2 separate regions of the Sus scrofa genome follow, and region 2 is linked to region 1. Evidence: chromatin contacts called from public Hi-C data. All regions are on one chromosome and are shown on one strand. Each heading gives the region's core, a stretch centred on a gene start, on an enhancer-like site or on the middle of the called end of the contact. The rest is flanking DNA. Distances are from core to core; before and after follow the strand shown. Region 1 holds the start of ANKRD16 (ankyrin repeat domain-containing protein 16). Region 2 holds the start of GDI2 (GDP dissociation inhibitor 2).

What was found. Hi-C and Micro-C count contacts between places; a contact is called where the count stands out from the background.
Region 2: a Hi-C map of liver shows a contact between it and region 1, with 6 times the contacts expected there. The contact joins the promoter of GDI2 here to the promoter of ANKRD16 in region 1. A contact is called at or near these places in 1 of 5 promoter capture datasets (liver), 9 of 47 Hi-C or Micro-C datasets (alveolar macrophages, brain, epiblast stem cells and 4 more) and 2 of 2 datasets of contacts at active chromatin or transcription factors (alveolar macrophages and skeletal muscle).

The regions. Positions count from the first base shown.
Region 1 is chr10:65,107,125-65,111,154 of Sscrofa11.1, reverse strand. ANKRD16 (ankyrin repeat domain-containing protein 16) reads right to left here and starts at 2,112. Exons shown (of 7, transcript XM_005668213.3): 1 at 1,710-2,112. The coding sequence starts at 2,029. It overlaps FBXO18 (F-box DNA helicase 1), which reads left to right and starts at 2,180. Exons shown (of 20, transcript XM_021065040.1): 1 at 2,180-2,408.
Region 2 is chr10:65,158,541-65,162,570 of Sscrofa11.1, reverse strand. GDI2 (GDP dissociation inhibitor 2) reads right to left here and starts at 1,871. Exons shown (of 11, transcript NM_001001643.1): 1 at 1,632-1,871. The coding sequence starts at 1,676.

The sequences.
Region 1 (4,030 bases), core at 863-3,362:
AAGATCCTGATGTCAGTGCACCTCCAGGAGGGGAAAGGCGAGAGCGAGGAGGCAAAGCTGCTTCTAAATGAGGTTGGTTTTTTTTGTTTGTTTGTTTTTTGTTTTTTTTTTTTTTGTCTTTTTACGGCCACACCAGCAGCATATGGAGGCTCCCAGGCTAGGGGTCTAATTGGAGCAACAGCTGCCGGCTTATACCACGGCCACAGCAACACAGGGTCCGAGCCGTGTCTGTGACCTACACCACAGCTCCTAGCAACGCTGGATCCTCAACCCACTGAACGAGGCCAGGGATTGAACCTGTGTCCTCATGGATGCGAGTCAGATCATTTCCTCTAAGCCATGACGGGAACTCCTGAACTAGGTTTTTTAAAGGAAGATTTTCTTTTTGGTCTTTTTAGGGCCTTATCTGAGGCATATGGAAGTTCTCAGGCTAGGATTCATTATCCCTGAGCCACAATGGGAACTCCCCGAAGATTTATTTCCCACAGCATGTGGAAGTTCCTGGGCCAGCAAGGTAAGAGTGGGCAAACATGTCTGTGACTGCACTTCCGAAATGCAAAATCGAATGAAACTTGCCTTTTTTTTTTCCGCTTTTAGGGTTGTACCTGCGGCACATGGAAGTTCCCAGGCTAGGGGTCCAATCGGAGCTGCAGCTGCCGGCCAATACCCAACGACCAAGCCCAGGGATCGAACCCAGTAACTCATGGTTACTGGGTGGGTTGGTTACCGCTGAGCTGTGATGGGAACTCCTGAAACTTGCCCTCTGAATGGTTGTATGGGGAGACGGTTTCCTTACCCACAGAACTGATCTGAGAAGTCTAAGAGGTAATGTGCCTCCACTCTTGAGACCAATTCACTAGCAGCTCAAGAAAATCAGTCTTGGGCTTCGTCGCAGCCAAAGAGCAAACCTCCAAACATCCCAGGCCTCTCCCCTCACCAGTGGGCAAGGTGCCCTTTATTTAGCCATATGGCTGTCTGATGTTTCTTGTTTACATCAGAGCAGGAATCCCTTGAGGGCAGGAGCTTCACATGTTTGAATCATCAGATGTTCATAACCTCTAAGGGGCTAGACCGACCCAGTGAGTACTGAAAACAGTGTGGATCTAACACAACACGACTGCTTGGTGCGATGGTTACTCTCACGGCTGTGAGGTGGTCATGCCAGGCTACACATGTGATAAAAATCAGAGCACCACACGTGCTCCAGTGTAAGGATAACTGATGAACTCTGAGGAAGTCCAGGGATTGTAGCAATGTCACTTTCTTCCTTTTGTTTTCCTGCTGTGGCTCTAAGATGTGAACTTTGGGGGAAGCTGGGGGAAGGGAGCATGGGACTTCCAGAAGCTTTCTTTGCAACTTTCTGTGAACTACAAATTTCAAAATAAAAAAAAAAATGTCATCGGTGAAGTCATCATTTAGCTAAATGTTCCCAGAAGAACATCGCATCCTGGGGCTCATGCGATCTACACGCGGGACAAACAATTCGTAGACTGACTGTCTCTACCTGTTCATCTGTACTGTCCTGTGCTTTGCAACGGGAGGCAGTTTGGAACAGAAGACTGCAACAGTCCCCACAAGGGCAGCGACAAGGTTCGCTGTAGGTCATTCTTCTCTATAGGGGAAGGTTGAGGAACTACAGTGTGGACGGAGTGGGAATTCACGATCCTGCAGGGAAGGGTGCGGGTCTCTCCGAAAGTCCCGCCACCTACCAGTCGGCCTTCTTCAGGCAGTCGACCGCTGCTCCCCGGCCCAGCAGGTATCGCACGCAGTCCCGGTGGCCCATGGAGGCCGCCTCGTGCAGCGGCCGCTTGTAGTCTCGGTTGGTGGCTTCGATGTCCATGTCCCAAGCCTCGACCAGATAGGTCAGGACGTCCAGGTGGCCGTGGCGCGCGGCGCAGTGCAGGAGGGTGTCCCCAGCCGGCCCCGCGCAGTCGGCGCGGCCTGCTGCCCGCAGCTCCTCCCGCAGGGCGCACAGCTGGCCTTCGTGCACCAGCCGGTACAACCGCCGCGGGTCCACAGACGCCGCCATGGCCCGAGATCCTCTACGGGCCGGGACGGCCCGGAGGACCCTCCTCCAGCCCCGCCCCTCCCCGGGACACTCTTCCGGATGCCCCGCCCTCGCCCCGGGGCCCCTCCCCCGGCCCCGCCCAGATCCCGGCCCCCTCCCCGGCCTGGCCCGCCCCCGGGACGCTGCCTCCCACGGACCACGCGTGCGGGCTCGCGCGAACGCACGCTCGGAGCCTGCCGCACGCCCTGGTTTCGCCCCGGAGCAAAACGCTAGGTAGTGGCGGCAGCGTCTGCCGGGAGGGACGCCCGCCCTGAGCCCGAGTTCACCCCGCCGCCGGGAGACCGGAGAGGCCTGCGCGGAGGCCGCACCAATGTGGGTCCCGAAAGCGGGGCAGGCCGGGGTAGGTTCTAAGCGTCTGAGTGCGGACGCCGCCGCCAGTCGGGATCACCTGGCAGCGCGGGCCCCCGGGGGACGGGGTGGAGCCCGCACGTTCCCGCCCCCAGCCCCGCTCCGCCCACAGTCCCGCCCCGCCCGACGCGGCCCTTCCGCGGGTCCCGGAGCTCAGAGGAACTCTGGGAAAGTTTCCACTCGTTTCTTCCGCCCTAGAGGAAGCACGGACGGGGCGGGGCCCGCTTGCGGTAGCCGCCCCTATTGCAAGTGCGCGTTCCGATTGGTCGCTGGGGCAGTCTGTCAGCGCGCCCCTTCCGCACACGCGTTTCGATTGGTCCGGAGCACAGTCCGTCAGCGCCGGCGGCGGGCTCTTCGCGGGGCTGCGGCGGGGGCGGAGCTGGCGGAGGAAGTCCGCGGCCTGCTCGGGCTCGCGCTGCCCGGGGGACGCTGAGACTGGGACGCCTGGGGGGCTCTGGCCCGGCGGCGGCGGCAGGAGCCCCGTTGCAGAGCGCCATAGTGCGTGAGGCCGCCGACGTGGCAGGGTGCGCGGGTGGGGCCAAGCCGTGTGGACGCTGAACCTTTGGGGGTCCTTAGCGGGGTCTGGCCTTGGGGCATGGAGCTGCCCGCGGGGGGCGTGGAGGGGCGCGGGCAGACTGCCGGTGAGGTGCAGGGGCGCAGTGGGGCGCGCACGCGGGGGAGGTCCAGGGGCTCACGGGACGCAGGGGTGCGGCGCTGCTCGGGGCTGTGGGAGTCACGGGGGACGTGGCCTCCGCTGCTGGCCAGCTAGCATTTCCTTTCCTTCTGCGTTGCTGTTTTGACCTTGGGCGAGTCATTTTATTGTATCCTTTTGCTTCCTTTTTTTTTGCAGTCTTCCTTTCCCCTTACCTGAACATTGAGAAAATTAAGGCGATGTGAAAGGGCCTTGAGCTGGTGGAGGGTACATTAAGATCTGAGCCTGCTGTGTGGGTTGATGGGAGAGCTGAGGGTAGCTGTTGAGTTTTTACCTGATCTTACTGGGTGCTAGTCATTCAACCCTCCGGGTGTTTTCAGTTGCTTTGGAGATAAAATGGGAGCAGCTACTATTTGCCAGGCCTGGAAACAATTATGCTTCACGTATGGTATTGCACTCTGGTTTACAAAGCACTTTACATTAATCACCCAGTTCACAAACAACCCTATAAGGCACCATGATTGGGGGGGGGGGGTAGCTGCGGCAGCGAAGCCTAAACAGGTTAAAGAGGTTAGCTTTTTCCCAGAGGTGGTATAAAGAAAGGCCTCTGGAAGGAAAGATGGTAGCACCCAGTGAGTGTCTGCTGGTGCGTGGTGCGCTGCTCAAGAGAGAAAAAAGACCTCTGGTACGAAAACAACCCCGTTTTACTAAAGAGCAGGTTGCGTTTGAATTTGGTGGACTGAATAATATGGATAGTTATGGAGACAGGACCAGGTCCAGTATCAGCTTTGCCAAAGTTGCTGTTCCATTGTATCTTGCCGCTTCAAAAACAGGAAGGCAGAAAAGTGCTTTGAACTGCATCAAGTTTTAGGACAGGCCAAGCATTGTTCTTAACTGCAGTTGTCTGTGTTGGTGCAAATGGAGGTTGAGGTATATGGTAGTTTCGCAATTGTTGCTGCTCA
Region 2 (4,030 bases), core at 622-3,121, 52 kb before region 1:
ACTCATTTGTGCATGCTTAACTGACCTAATGGAGAGCAAATCTGAAAGACCAGCATTAACTGTAGAAAAACAGTGGAACTGGCTCTTACAATTCGCTTGCAGCAACAGTGCCCATTTCAATGGGCAAAATCCACCACAAAATACTAAGCTCAGCTCAGAATCCCGATTAAGCACTTCTGGCGGAGGGGACGGGACACCTTTCTTTCATTTAGGCATCCAACAGTCTTTTAACTCATTACCAAAATAGAAATTCAGCCCAATACCTTGCATTCAGAATCACTAAACAGCTTTCTAGGTAAGCCAGCTCACCTTCTTGGTACTGATTCCTAACCAATCGCTTGTCTTTTTCTGGACTAGTCAAACATAATCAAGTATGCATTACGAGCATGCTCATCATGAGCATTATCCAACCATCGCCATAAATCACCATAAATAGAAAAAGGACAGGTCACAAAAGTGCCATTCTGGTTTCTAACAATCTTTTCCTTAAAATCTAGCCAAATGCAAGTTCGAAGGTTTTCTCTTATCCAAAGAAATCTAAAGTTACTTTGGAGTGTTACCTGAAAAAAATATTAATTTGATCTTGAGCGATTACAACTCATTTCCACAAATTTGGTCATGGTATATGTGAAATGACTCAGGACTTTGAGATCAGATTACACAGGATACACAAGCTCAAAATCAGTGCCTGTCTTAAAACGAAGCAGCTCAGAGTCAAAACTTCAAATTTCAAAAAAACGTTTGATAACGGAAATGGCCTGCTCTTTAAATGGAACTCTTCTGCAGGACGGTCTTCATTTTCTGTAAAAGAAGAACACCTGCCTGCATTCTCTGCAGGGTGTTACCTCAAGTTCTCTACGCAGACAGATGGCTGGGAAAAGGAATTTACCCTGGTAGGAGGCGCACCGTGGAGTAGTGGAGAACTTGGCCTCCAGAAACCCAACCCCAATCCCTTCTCAGGGGAAAGGGTCCAGAAGAGACCGCGGAGGCAGAGACAGACCAAACAAAAGGAAAGGTGGCCAACGTCAGGGGCGACAGCATTAGACACCTGTGGGGAAAACCCCCTTCCTATGCTACAGATGCTCAAGGGCGCGGGGACGGTGGTCGAAGGGAAGGGAGTGGGGAGGAGCATGAGAAGACGATTTTCTCCAAAGTCTAAGTTCACCGAACGTAACTACCTGCCAACAGTGATTACTTAATGACCTGTCCCCAAGGCTGACTCGTAGCAGGGGCTGAAGCCAAGTAGGAAACGCCGCTGTGATTGGCCCCCACCCTCCCCCACCCCGCGGCGGCTTTTCCGCTCCCGAGTCGGAGGCCACCCCCCAGCCGGGAGGCGCAGCAACTCCCCGGCCCGGCCTGGTCTCTCCCGTGGCGCCGCCGACTCGCACTCCCCACCTCCTCTCCCTCGGCCGCCACGACCCAGCCAGGCACCTGCCGGACCCGCTTCCACCTCCGGGCGTCTCCTCCCCGCCGGACGCGCCGCTCGCCCGTGCGGCCGCAGGCCGGGCCCCCGGGAGACTCTGGGAGAGGCCCCTGCAAGGCCGGCGCGGCCCGCGGGGGCGGCGCAGGGCGAGCGGCCGCCCCTCCCGCCTGGCCCCGGCCCGGCCCCCCGCCCGCCCGCCGGGCCTCACCGTCAGGCCGGTGCCCAGCACGATCACGTCGTACTCCTCATTCATGGCGGGGCCGGGGCGGACGGAAGCCCAGAGAAAGCCGAAGGCGCAGCCCGCTAGGGTCGGGGGCTAGGCGGCCACCCTGAGGAGGCAGGGGAGCACGCAGGCCGGCCCGGGCCCGAGGGGAAAGGGAAGCGGGAGCACAGGGAACACGGAGCTGGCGAGGACGGAGCCGGCCGCCACCTCAGACGGGAAGAGAAGAGCGGGGCGGGGGAGGGAGGGAGGACGGGGAGGGGAAGGAGAGGCAGGCGGCAACCGCGGCCTCCGCAGCCGGGGCGGGGCTTAGAGGAGGCCGTCGATCACGCCTTTCCCGCTGGCTCATTGGCTACGTTCCCATCGCCCGACCAACCCCCTGCCTGTCCCACGTCTCGCGAGAAGAGGGCGGGCGGTCCCCCTCGTGGCTTCCGGTTCTTTCCCCCCCCGCCGGGGGGGCAACCAGCCACCGTGGTCGGGGGCTGCAGTGCTGCGCGCTGCCCCCCCCACCTTCCCCAAGGCTGGGGCGAGAACGTGCTTGCAGCCCGGTAGCGGCTGTCCAGTTCCTTATTCCCGCTTTGCTGGGGGATCCGAGGCACACCGTGGACCCCGGGCCCTGCCGCCGCCCTTGGACTTTGGGCCTGCGGCGGCCACGTGGACCGGAACCCGCTGCCCCAGGACTGCGGGCAGCCGCCTGGGGCCCCGCATTCCCGCCTGCCCGCCCGCCCGCAGACCCGGAGCTGACGCCACGTGGCCTGACCCCGGCTGGGCCTGCGACGGCTCAGCTCCTACGCCCCCACGGCGCGCCTTGTCTGGTCTTTTGATGCTTGTCTAGCTTGTCTATCCTGTCTCCCTTTCCTGAAGGAAAAAGGACCCAACATATTTTGAGTTCAGAAATCACTCCTTTATCTTACTTCGTATCCGGTGTCATTCTTGCTTGATGCGTTGCCCCATGTTCGGCCTTAGGAAATTTAGAAGGCTTGCGGGGGGGCGGGGGGGGGGACTGTACAAAGTAACCCTTGAAGTTCTCTTGTGGCCTAGGCGGTTGAGGATCCTGTGGATACAGTTAAATTCCTGGCCAGGGAACTTAACTGCACGCCACTAGTGCAGCCAAAAAAGAAAAAGTAACCCTTAACATTGTAAATCAACTATAATTAAAAGAAAAAGGTAACCTTTAGCATAAAAGGGAAGGCCAGACTTCATTGGAAGCAGGTCTCCACCTACTAAGGAGATAGATAACTTAAACCAGCTGTAAAAATATTAGCTGACCACTATGTGAATAGGTTTAGCCCATGAGCGTAAAAGAAACAATTTCCTGTTTGCCTTCTATACCCTCTATCCCCACCCATCCTTGCCTGGGCCCACCTCCAAACAAACCCACCATTTTTAGGATTCTCTTTGGGATCTCCAGCTGTGAGGGAGGATACAAGCAGTGGCTGGTGTTCACAACCAAACAGAGTAGACCTGTACAGCAGGCCTTTCAGGTAAGTGATTTACCTAAAGGCCTCTGTTTTCAGACAGGTCTGCATACTCAGCAGACAGAAGAGATGGTATTTCAAGATTTACTCTCAGAAGTTCACCGGTGTCTCAGCGTGTTAAGGATCTGGCATTGTCATTGTGGCTTAGCTTCACTACCAGGAACTTCCACATGCTGTAGGAAAAAGAAAAAAGAAAAAAAAAAAAGATTTACTCTTAAATATAGCTGGATAAGAGCTATTGAAAGTGAATCTTTATAGACAGAACTCTGTTGTGTTTAAATCATTCTGATTCAGGAAAGAATGTAACATTTTTACAATGTTTCTTTACCCCATAAAGTTTGAGAGAAGTTCTCCTGTGGTGCAGCCTAAGAATCCAGTATTGTCACTGCAGCTGCTTAGGTCACTACTGCTGTGGTGCAGGTTCAATCCCTGGACCGAGAATCTCCACATGCCGCAGGCAAGGCCAAAAAAAAAAAAAAAAAAAGTTTAAGAACGCATGTCGTATTGGACGATGGCCCTTTTTTGGGGGGAGGGAAAAGAAAGGTATTTAAATTTATATTCAACGTCAACTGGATGTGTTATACATTAGCAACCAAATGAATTTTTATAAATAGACAAAAATCAAGTGCAAAGTTACTAGACTACTGAACAGATTATATATAACAGTGTCACTGACTTTTCTTTGGCTAAACGGGATGCCTTAACAAAATCCTACTGTTGCTCTCCAAGGAGTCAGGCGTTACATACATAGTAGACATTTATTTCTTACAGCCCTGGAGTTTAGGAAGTACAAGGTCAAGGTGTGTTTGGTGAGGATCGGCTTCCTGGTTCCCCCTGTCTTACCACTGTGCCCTCACATGGCAGAAGGGACAAGGAATCTCTCCAGGACTGCTTTTATAATATTACCGA